Regions from separate parts of the Mus musculus genome. Here region 1 is linked to region 2. Evidence: chromatin contacts called from public Micro-C data. All regions are on one chromosome and are shown on one strand. Each heading gives the region's core, a stretch centred on a gene start, on an enhancer-like site or on the middle of the called end of the contact. The rest is flanking DNA. Distances are from core to core; before and after follow the strand shown.

Region 1 (4,044 bases), core at 701-3,200, 140 kb before region 2:
GAGCTTGTTAGCAGCTGTTAGCAGCTGGTAGAGCTTGGTTCCACCACATATGCAGGAAATAGCTGGGAGGGAGAATGGAGGGCTTTGAAGCAACATGGCATGTAGAAACCAAGAAGGGAGTAGACCAGCAAGAACCCTGAAGTTGGCTGGTCCTGGTAGTGAATGCCTGTAATCCCAGACTCAGAAGGCAGAGACCGGTAGATCTTGAGTTCAGGGACAACTTGGTCTACATCGTGAGTTCAGGGCCTGCTGAAGATGCACAGTGAGACTCTTGTCTAAAAGGAAATTAAACGAACCAGAACACACTGAAGTTATGAAGGACTCTGGAACTGGTTCCCTCTTGTTTGACACACAGCAGCATTCAGAATCTTTACTGCCTGCTGGGTACGTGCATGTCCTGGTGCACAGAAGCAATGCATTCAATTGCCGTGCTGTCGGAGGTTCCAGTGGTGTGCTGAAACTGGCTCTCTAAAGGAAAGTATGTGTGTCAGCCTGGGGTTATGGCCTAGTAACCCAAATTTTGAAAACAAAAGGTGATGGTCTTTAATCCTGAACTCAGGGGGCAGAAGCCAGTGGATCTCTTAAATTCAAGGCCAGCCTGGTCTATATATTGAGTTCTAGGTCAACCAAGATTGCATGGTGATACCCTGTCTCCAAAAAAGTAAAATGGGGGATGGGAGTGGGGTGGGTCGGGGCACAGGTGGAGTCCTCAATGGCCAGACTCCATGACTTAACTACTTCCATTTGCTCATTGAGAAGGCCAGAAGGAATCCACGTGCATCAGGGAGATGAGAGGATTAAGCCAGTTAAGTAGCTAATCCCTTTCCCATATTACACATCTATAGTATGCACTAAGTTTAAAAACCCACCACTTCCAGACGGAAGTTGTATTGTGAGATACCTTAGATTAGAGCAATGGCAGCTTCCCAGAGTGGTGTATGAACACAGCCTACAGAAGTCAGTTGATTAGCACACTGGGTGGGACTGGTCCTCCATGACTAGGGAGCATTTTGAGGAGGTACATGCTCTGGGCTGGGGTGTAGTCCAGTTGCTTGAATGATGATTAAGGAGTTCATTGGCTATGTGGTAGTGGCACACACCTATAATCCCAGCACTCCTGAGTTCAAGGCCTGGGAAGTGGGTGGAGATGTCTGTGTCTTGTTTGTTTCGAGATAGGGTCTCACTGTGTAGCTCTGGCTGTCCTGGAACTCACTCTGTAGACCAGCCTGGACTCCCAACTCACAAAGAGCCACCGGCCTCTCCTTCCAGAGTGCTTGAATTAAAGGTACGTGCCACCACGGTCTGGCATATAAGTGTTTTGTTTATATATGTGTGTGTGTGTGTGTGCACCATGAATGGTACCTGTGAAGTTCAGAAGAGGTTGCTGGATTCTGTAGAACTGGAGTTAGAAATTGGTCGTGGCGACCATGTGGGTGCTGGGAACCAGACACTGACCCTCTGCAGGATTTAGTGGTCTTCTGACGGGACAGTCCCTCCAGCATCACTATCTGTTTAACTTCTCTAAGAAGTTGTGCTTTCCTGGGAAGCACGTCCGTCCTGGTCCTCGGGCACGGTACTGTTCTACTGAGGAGTCCCTCTACAAAGGCCGGCCAGGTGCTCTTAAAGGTGGTTTGGGGAGTCTCCATGTTCTGGCTAACAATTCCAAGCCACAGGAGGCAGAGAGAGGTATTTAAGGTGCCAAGCTGACTCCATTGTGAAATATATTTCCTCTTAAAAGGTCCACATCCAATTGGGCCTGGTAACATAAAGTCTACATAATCCTAGCTACTTGGGAGATGCGGTGAGGGAGGCTGAAAATTCAAGGCTAGCCTGGGCAATTCCGATCTTACCTTGCCATTTACAAAAGTGAAAGAAAGGGCAGGGGAATACATACAGCTCAATGCCAGTGCTTGCCTAGAAACCACAGCCCCACCCCCACCCCTGCTCAGTCCCCTCCCCAAGTTCACACAAACAGGAAGCCATTCGAACACAACTTGGTGGGAGTGTCTTTATGCAACGTTTAGTAAGATGACAAAATTATACAGTAGAGATGGACTGTAATTAAGCTTCTCTAAATGGCCTGAACTTGGTGTCACTGCTTGCATCTCTGGGATGGTCACAAGGCCTCCAACGACTTAATGGCTGATCCTTTATCTCAAGCCAGACAGTCTTAGCTGGAATTCCTTTGTGGACGCCACTGCTGAGCGGAGTGACTGAAGAGAGGGAGCGCCACCTTCAAGGGATCCTTAGGCTCCTTTGGAATCAGCCTTGCTGTTCTGTGAGGTCTCCTGGGACTTGGCCTGGAGGATCTGGATATAAAACAACACTTTAGGCTTTGGTCACAAACAGTTTAAATTCTGCAAGCATCTACTTTGAGCTTCTTAATCAAACTAATGGCCACAAGCCAGGCTCAGTGTGTGTGTGTGTGTGTGCACGTGTGTGTGTGCACGTGTGTGTGTGTGCATGTGTGTGTGTGCGTGCATGTGTGTTGAGCCTGTAATCCCTGTCGAGGCTGGTGAGGAAGTAGAACTGGCCTGAGTTCCAGGAAAGCTTGAACTACATTCAGAGTGAACGTGCTCCACCTTCCCCAAAGGAAAGCAACGAGACAGGGGCCACAGACTCAGACCTGTACGACTGCTTTGGTAATAAAGATGGAGATACAAACAAGCATGGAATCCCTTTCTGAGTGCCAGCCCAGCCACAGGATCACAGATGAGCCTACGGTGGACCTGTCACACACAGTTCATCTGTCCCCAGCCACCCACCCCCCCCCCCCAGTGACCTTCCTACTGTTTGCTTGTGCTTTCTCACCTCCCCCAAATTACTTGGCCCAAATGGGAGAAGTGGGCACAGAAATGTCCTATTTACGTGTCTTTTTCTGAAACTTTAATTGCTTTCCTGCTTGTATTTCCTGACATCAGAAGCCCATGTAAACTAGATAACATGTGGGAACTATTTGCATTTAACACATAAAACTAAGGATCTGCCTATAGTGTAATTAGCTCTAGACTTCCATGCTTGGGTTGCTCCAGCAGGGTGCGGACTTTCCCCCTCTACTTCGGGACAGTTGAGGGGAAGAGGTAGCGGCCATAAGATCGCTCGAGTCCAGCCTGCATTCCTGTCTGGATAGCAGCAAGACTCTTGTAGTGTTCTGTGGTATGCATGATGCTGTGGCCCCAGTGCCCTTCCAGATACCTGGGGAGAGGTTCCTCTAGACTACTTACTGCTTCTTTGGAAATAGTTGCTGCTGGTGCTATGAGTGATGACGGTACTGGGGGCAGTTGTATAAATTCTTCATCCTTAAACATTAGAACTGAGAAATTAGTGATTTAAGCCAGTGCATACCAGGATCTACCACGGATACCAGGAACTTGTAACAACTATATTATGTAGGGTTTGAAAGGCAAAAATCTGAAAATTACATGTAATCAAATGTTGACTTAAAACATTTCTGGCAGTAACTGGAGATGGAAGCTGTGGTTTCACATTTTCCACAAGCCCATTACCAGTGAGCTACACACCCAGTCCAATATGCTGAGCTTTTTACGAATCAGATTAAGCAGTGCTATTGATGTTCTTTATTACCAGGTGGTACTGCATTGGATACAATGAGTTCTGTTCCACTGGGAGGATAAGACATGCAGAGAAATGGCTGGGGGTGTGCTCCTGTCATCTCAATCCTTGAGAGGCTGAGGCAAGGGGTCCTGGAGCCTGAAACCAGCCTGAGCTACACCATCATCTCGTTTGGAGGAAAAGAAAATTAAGTCTGATCATTTTTTTTTTCAGTTTAATCATGTAGAAAGAAAGTGAAATAACTAACCTTCGTTCCCTTCAGCTGAGGTGCAGAGTCTGTGAGGTTCTCCTTTGACTCGGGGGGTGGAGGTGTCGGTATTCCAAGGTTTGGCTTTGGAGTCTGGGGACACATTATGCAAGTATAAATAGTCAGGCCCAGAAGCATGGACAAGAATATGTGCCTTCCTCTGTCTAGCGGTATGCATGTGGGGTTGAGAGGGTGTGTGTGTGTGTGTGTGTGTGTGTGTGTGT
Region 2 (4,423 bases), core at 458-2,957:
TGCCTCACCCCTGGGTAGCTGGTCTTTCTGTTTAACATATGCTTGTGTGGGGGGAAGAGGGCGCACTTATGTTATACTCCTAAAATGCTATGTATAACCTTTGTTTCAAAAACCCATTTCCACTGGGCATGGTTGCACACGCCTTTAATCCTAGCACTCCAGAAGCAGAGGCAGGAGGATCTCCGAGAGTTCAAGGCCTACCTAACGCTTCCCAGCCAGCCAGGACTATGTAGAGAGACCCTGTCTCAAAAAGGGGGGGAAAATCAATTGTTTGGCTTTTGTCAATCCATTGCAAAAGTGGCAGATGTGAGCGCTTGTATTTGTGTATGGGGGAGGGGGGAGAAAAGTATTGTTTGTCCTTCAGTAGGCTCTGAAAGTCATTGACTTGTAAGTTCAAGGGAAAATAGAAGTTGCCAAAGTCAGTATTCGGTCCTTGGTTTTCTTGTGACTTCACTGCGTCCGTTAAGGGACGAGAAGCCTTCCTTACCTGCTGACTGAGCCTTGCTCTGTGCAGATGGCTTTCAAGTATCTGCCATTTTGCCTCAACAGGGAATTCTTGTCAGTTAAAGGGAATGAGGGAATTACACTTTTGTTATCAATTAACATCTCATTTTTTGTACCCTATGGTAAGTAACTGTATTGCCGCTAATAACCAAGTTGCTAACTGATTACAGCTGGCTAAAAAGTTCTTTTTATATACAAAGATTTGTGTATTTTCAACTGCTATGGCAAATTCATTTGTGTCCATTTAAATATTACACAATAAACACATATCTGCAGATCCCACCCTCACCTTGTGTTCTTTGAATAAAGTTCTTGATAGATTGTTTACATCTGTATTTACCTGTAATGAACGCTGTAGACCTGTGAAATATCAAAGTGTCAACATCCATTAGTCAGTCTCTTTAGTTTCTGTGACTTGGCGCTCCTAACACTAAGGGGTTAGTGTTAATGTTCCCCAGGGGTATTCTACTAGGGCATTACTGTTTAATGACTTCAAAATATAGTTTAAGGATTTTGTTTATTGACCAATGTCTTATTGCAAAGTATGAGCCTACCATCTTAGTTAACCTGTACATATCTGTTAACTAGTGTAGTGTATGTGAGATTGCCTGTAACATTTGAGCTTCTTACTGATGTGTGCTGGTGGGACAGGTTTTGTACATTGTATTTACTGGAATCCTGCCTTTTTAACTTACAGATACTTTAGAATTCAAATATGTTTTCTGCTTCTGTAAGAATGTGGGAAAGCTTTTAATGGCATTCCATTGATTTCAGGTCTTGCTTGAGGTTGACTTTAATAAATTGTCCTGTATGGTCTACTTAAGAATATGGGCTGGTTCTTTACCTGTAATTTCATGGTACAGTTTACTGGGAAATGAGACACAAAAATACAACCACTCACCCTCAGCCCAGTTTTTTCCCTTCGAAATGCTCCAAAGACATAGTTTCTTTAAAGTGGGCTTTCTGGTTTGCTTTTGTAGAGGAAGCATCTCTGGAGAATGACGTTCCTTTTCTTGTCCTATAAGCTGATCTGGGTGGTTGGTGAAGGACACATTGCTTTGAGACCCAAAGGTGATCTGTTAGGTGGTACTCATAACACAGCAAATGAGCTCTGAATTTCCTGTAGCCCGGAGGCCCCGCTGGTAGTCAGTCCCCGCGGAGTTCGCTAGGTGGCGCTGGACACCGGGCGGGCGGAACCACGGCGCGCCGGGGCCACGTCAGCGTCTGATCCGCACGTATGGCGGGATGGGGACGGCGGCCCTGGGAGCCGAGCTGGGCGTGCGGGTCCTGCTCTTTGTGGCTTTCCTGTAAGGATCTGTCAACGCTCCCAGGCGTCCCTGGGCGCTCGCACTTCCTAAGCGGCTCGGGGCGGCAGGTTCTTCCGCCGAGGTAGCCTGTCAATCTTCCCCGTTTCCTCCCCAGGGTGACCGAGCTGCTCCCTCCCTTCCAGCGGCGGATCCAGCCCGAGGAGCTGTGGCTCTACAGGAACCCGTACGTGGAGGCGGAATACTTCCCCACCGGCCGCATGTTTGTGCGTGAGCTGCCCTCCCGCCCTCCTCCGCTGGCAGGGACTCCTCCCCTGCCTTGAGTTCCAGGGCTAGGGCGAGGCGTCTGGTGGGCAATCTGAGCCCCGATCTTGGTTAGTGCGCGGCAGCTGGTGCTTTAGGCCAGGAGGGACTTGGTTTTACCGACCCTGTGTTTTACCTTCAGGTCATTGCCTTTCTCACTCCACTGTCCCTGATCTTCCTCGCCAAGTTTCTAAGGAAAGCTGACGCTACCGACAGCAAGCAAGCCTGCCTCGGTAAGTCGCCCTTGTTCCAGTTGTTCCTGTCTTAGTGTTGGCAAGTAGCTATGGGGTTCAGCTACTCTGTACCCCTAAAGTATGTCTTTTTACCCCATGAGACCAAAAAGCAGTACTGATGAGAATGTGCTTAATAACACAGGCGCCACACAGGTGTTCCTTTTTGTTTGTTTGTTTTTTCGAGACAGGGTTTCTCTGTGTAGCCCTGTCTGTCCTGGAACTCACTTTGTAGACCAGGCTGGCCTTGAACTCAGAAATCCACCTGCCTCTGCCTCCCAAGTGCTGGGATTAAAGGCGTGTGCCACCACGCCCGGCCAGGTGTTCCTTATTAACACAGACACCACACAGGTGTTCCCTATTAACACAGGTGCCACATAGGTGTTCCTCAGTGCTCCACTTCTCTGCCCCTAGGCCGTTTGGGTTTTTATTCTGGTTGGGTTCTATCTCAAAGCAATGAAGGCTCTACTCATGAGGTGGTGGCTTACTCTTCTCCAAGCAGATGGCACTAACGGCTTCTTTGCTTTCCAGCTGCCAGCCTTGCCCTAGCTCTGAATGGTGTCTTTACCAACATAATCAAACTGATAGTGGGCAGGTAAGTGAGAAGCCTTGGCACTCAAACCTCCCTGAGCGCCCCCCACACACACACCACCACATTCTCAAGCAGTGTTTACCCGGATTCTCAGACTAGTCTCTCCTTTCTCACCAGAACTCCCTCTCCCTGCCCTCTGCCTGTTCCAAGTGTACCACCTGGTCTGCGTCCTGTCCTGAGTATTTCCCACAGCGACCACCTTTATGTACCTAAAGCTGCAGTATGACTAGCTGCTCTGTGCTAAGATACAATCATATGCTAGAGACTTTCTTGAACATTGGCCGCGTGGCTAAGGCCTTTTTCTCAGTATAAACACTAATCTCACCCCATTACATTATTTTGCCTATGACATTAGTGGTCAACAGATTATTGACATCTACTATTACTGAAAAATACTTCCTGAGAGAGTAAATTATATTTCTTCCAGGCCCCGCCCAGACTTCTTCTACCGCTGCTTCCCTGATGGGCTGGCCCATTCTGATCTGACGTGCACGGGGGACGAGGATGTGGTGAACGAGGGCCGAAAGAGCTTCCCCAGTGGACATTCTTCCTGTATGAGTTTCATGGGAACTACTTAAATACTTACATGTCCATGTTCCGCTCTTTGTGTGTGTGTGTGTGTGTGTACACCTGTACATGTACGTGTGCACACGCAAATGGTATAGGGGCTGGAAGAAGGTGTGTGATCCCCTGGAGGTGGGGTCAGACCAGTGTGAGTGCCACGTTGGGGAACTGAACCAAGGTCCTCTCAAAAGCTAACTGCTGCCGACTCAACTCTTGGCTCCTCCAGCTCTGATACCTACTTTAAATAGAGTTACATTTAACCTTAAAGCTTTGGAGGAATGAGCCATCTCTTACTAGTCATTAAAAAAAATATATTTAAGAGCTACTACTTGTGAGGGGCTGCCCAGCCTTTTACATTGTGACCTTTGTAGCTCCCAGGAACCCAGCGTGGTATATTTTTGTGATTCCCACTTATTACTGTGGACGGTGCTGTAGACTTCTCACCATAAGTTTTATACCAGAAACTACTGTTACTTAAAATACTAACTCTGGGACAGAAAATACAGTCCTTCATTTTTTTCCCTTTCCCTGTAATCAGGAGGGGTAAGCCCTGCTCTTGCTCCCTGCCCTGTCTGGACAGGAGTGACGGGGACCCCACAGGACACAAAACTCACAGGTCTTCCCTTTCTAGTTGCATTTGCTGGTCTGGCCTTTGCTTCCTTCTACCTGGCAGGGAAGTTACACTGCTTCACGCCACAAGGCCGAGGGAAGTCCTGGAGGCTCTGTGCCTTTCTGTCACCTTTACTCTTTGCAGCCGTGATTGCACTGTCCCGCACGTGTGACTACAAGCACCACTGGCAAGGTAAGCACAGGAGTTTGTGCTTTGCTTGTTTTAACCCCAGATTGGCAGAGGGTGGCTTGCTAAGCATCGGCTGAGTGAAGGAGCAGTGGAGGAGGAGGGGACAGCCTGTGGATTGTACTGAGTGCGCACCTGCAGCCACAGAGGACAAAGGCTTGGGGCAGTG

What was found. A called contact is a pair of places that touch in the nucleus more often than the background predicts.
Region 1: a Micro-C map of the G1E-ER4 cell line shows a contact between it and region 2, with 2.9 times the contacts expected there. The contact joins the enhancer-like site here to the promoter of Plpp5 in region 2. A contact is called at or near these places in 10 of 39 promoter capture datasets (the 3T3-L1 cell line, 3T3-L1-derived adipocytes, the HPC-7 cell line and 6 more), 6 of 484 Hi-C or Micro-C datasets (CD4 T cells, the G1E-ER4 cell line, the N1E-115 cell line and 1 more), 5 of 115 datasets of contacts at active chromatin or transcription factors (bone marrow-derived macrophages, embryonic hindbrain, embryonic stem cells and 1 more) and 3 of 9 other capture datasets (adipose tissue, liver and pancreatic islet).

The regions. Positions count from the first base shown.
Region 1 is chr8:25,576,496-25,580,539 of GRCm38.p6, forward strand. Letm2 (leucine zipper-EF-hand containing transmembrane protein 2) reads right to left here. Exons shown (of 11, transcript NM_001364069.1): 9 at 3,821-3,913; 10 at 3,225-3,299; 11 at 1,995-2,309. The coding sequence ends at 2,247. Among named protein-coding and RNA genes, the nearest start is that of D830025C05Rik, 18 kb to the right of the region's middle. Within about 2 kb of position 1,951, at least 49 of the 459 cell types and tissues checked have an H3K27ac peak or open chromatin away from gene starts, as enhancers often do. A contact at or near this core is called in the G1E-ER4 cell line, the HPC-7 cell line and embryonic stem cells, where this site is marked.
Region 2 is chr8:25,718,341-25,722,763 of GRCm38.p6, forward strand. It overlaps Plpp5 (phospholipid phosphatase 5), which reads left to right and starts at 1,708. Exons shown (of 7, transcript NM_028000.1): 1 at 1,708-1,811; 2 at 1,927-2,035; 3 at 2,215-2,305; 4 at 2,834-2,897; 5 at 3,322-3,446; 6 at 4,090-4,260. The coding sequence starts at 1,750. Nsd3 (nuclear receptor binding SET domain protein 3) reads left to right here. Exons shown (of 23, transcript NM_001081269.2): 23 at 1-1,327.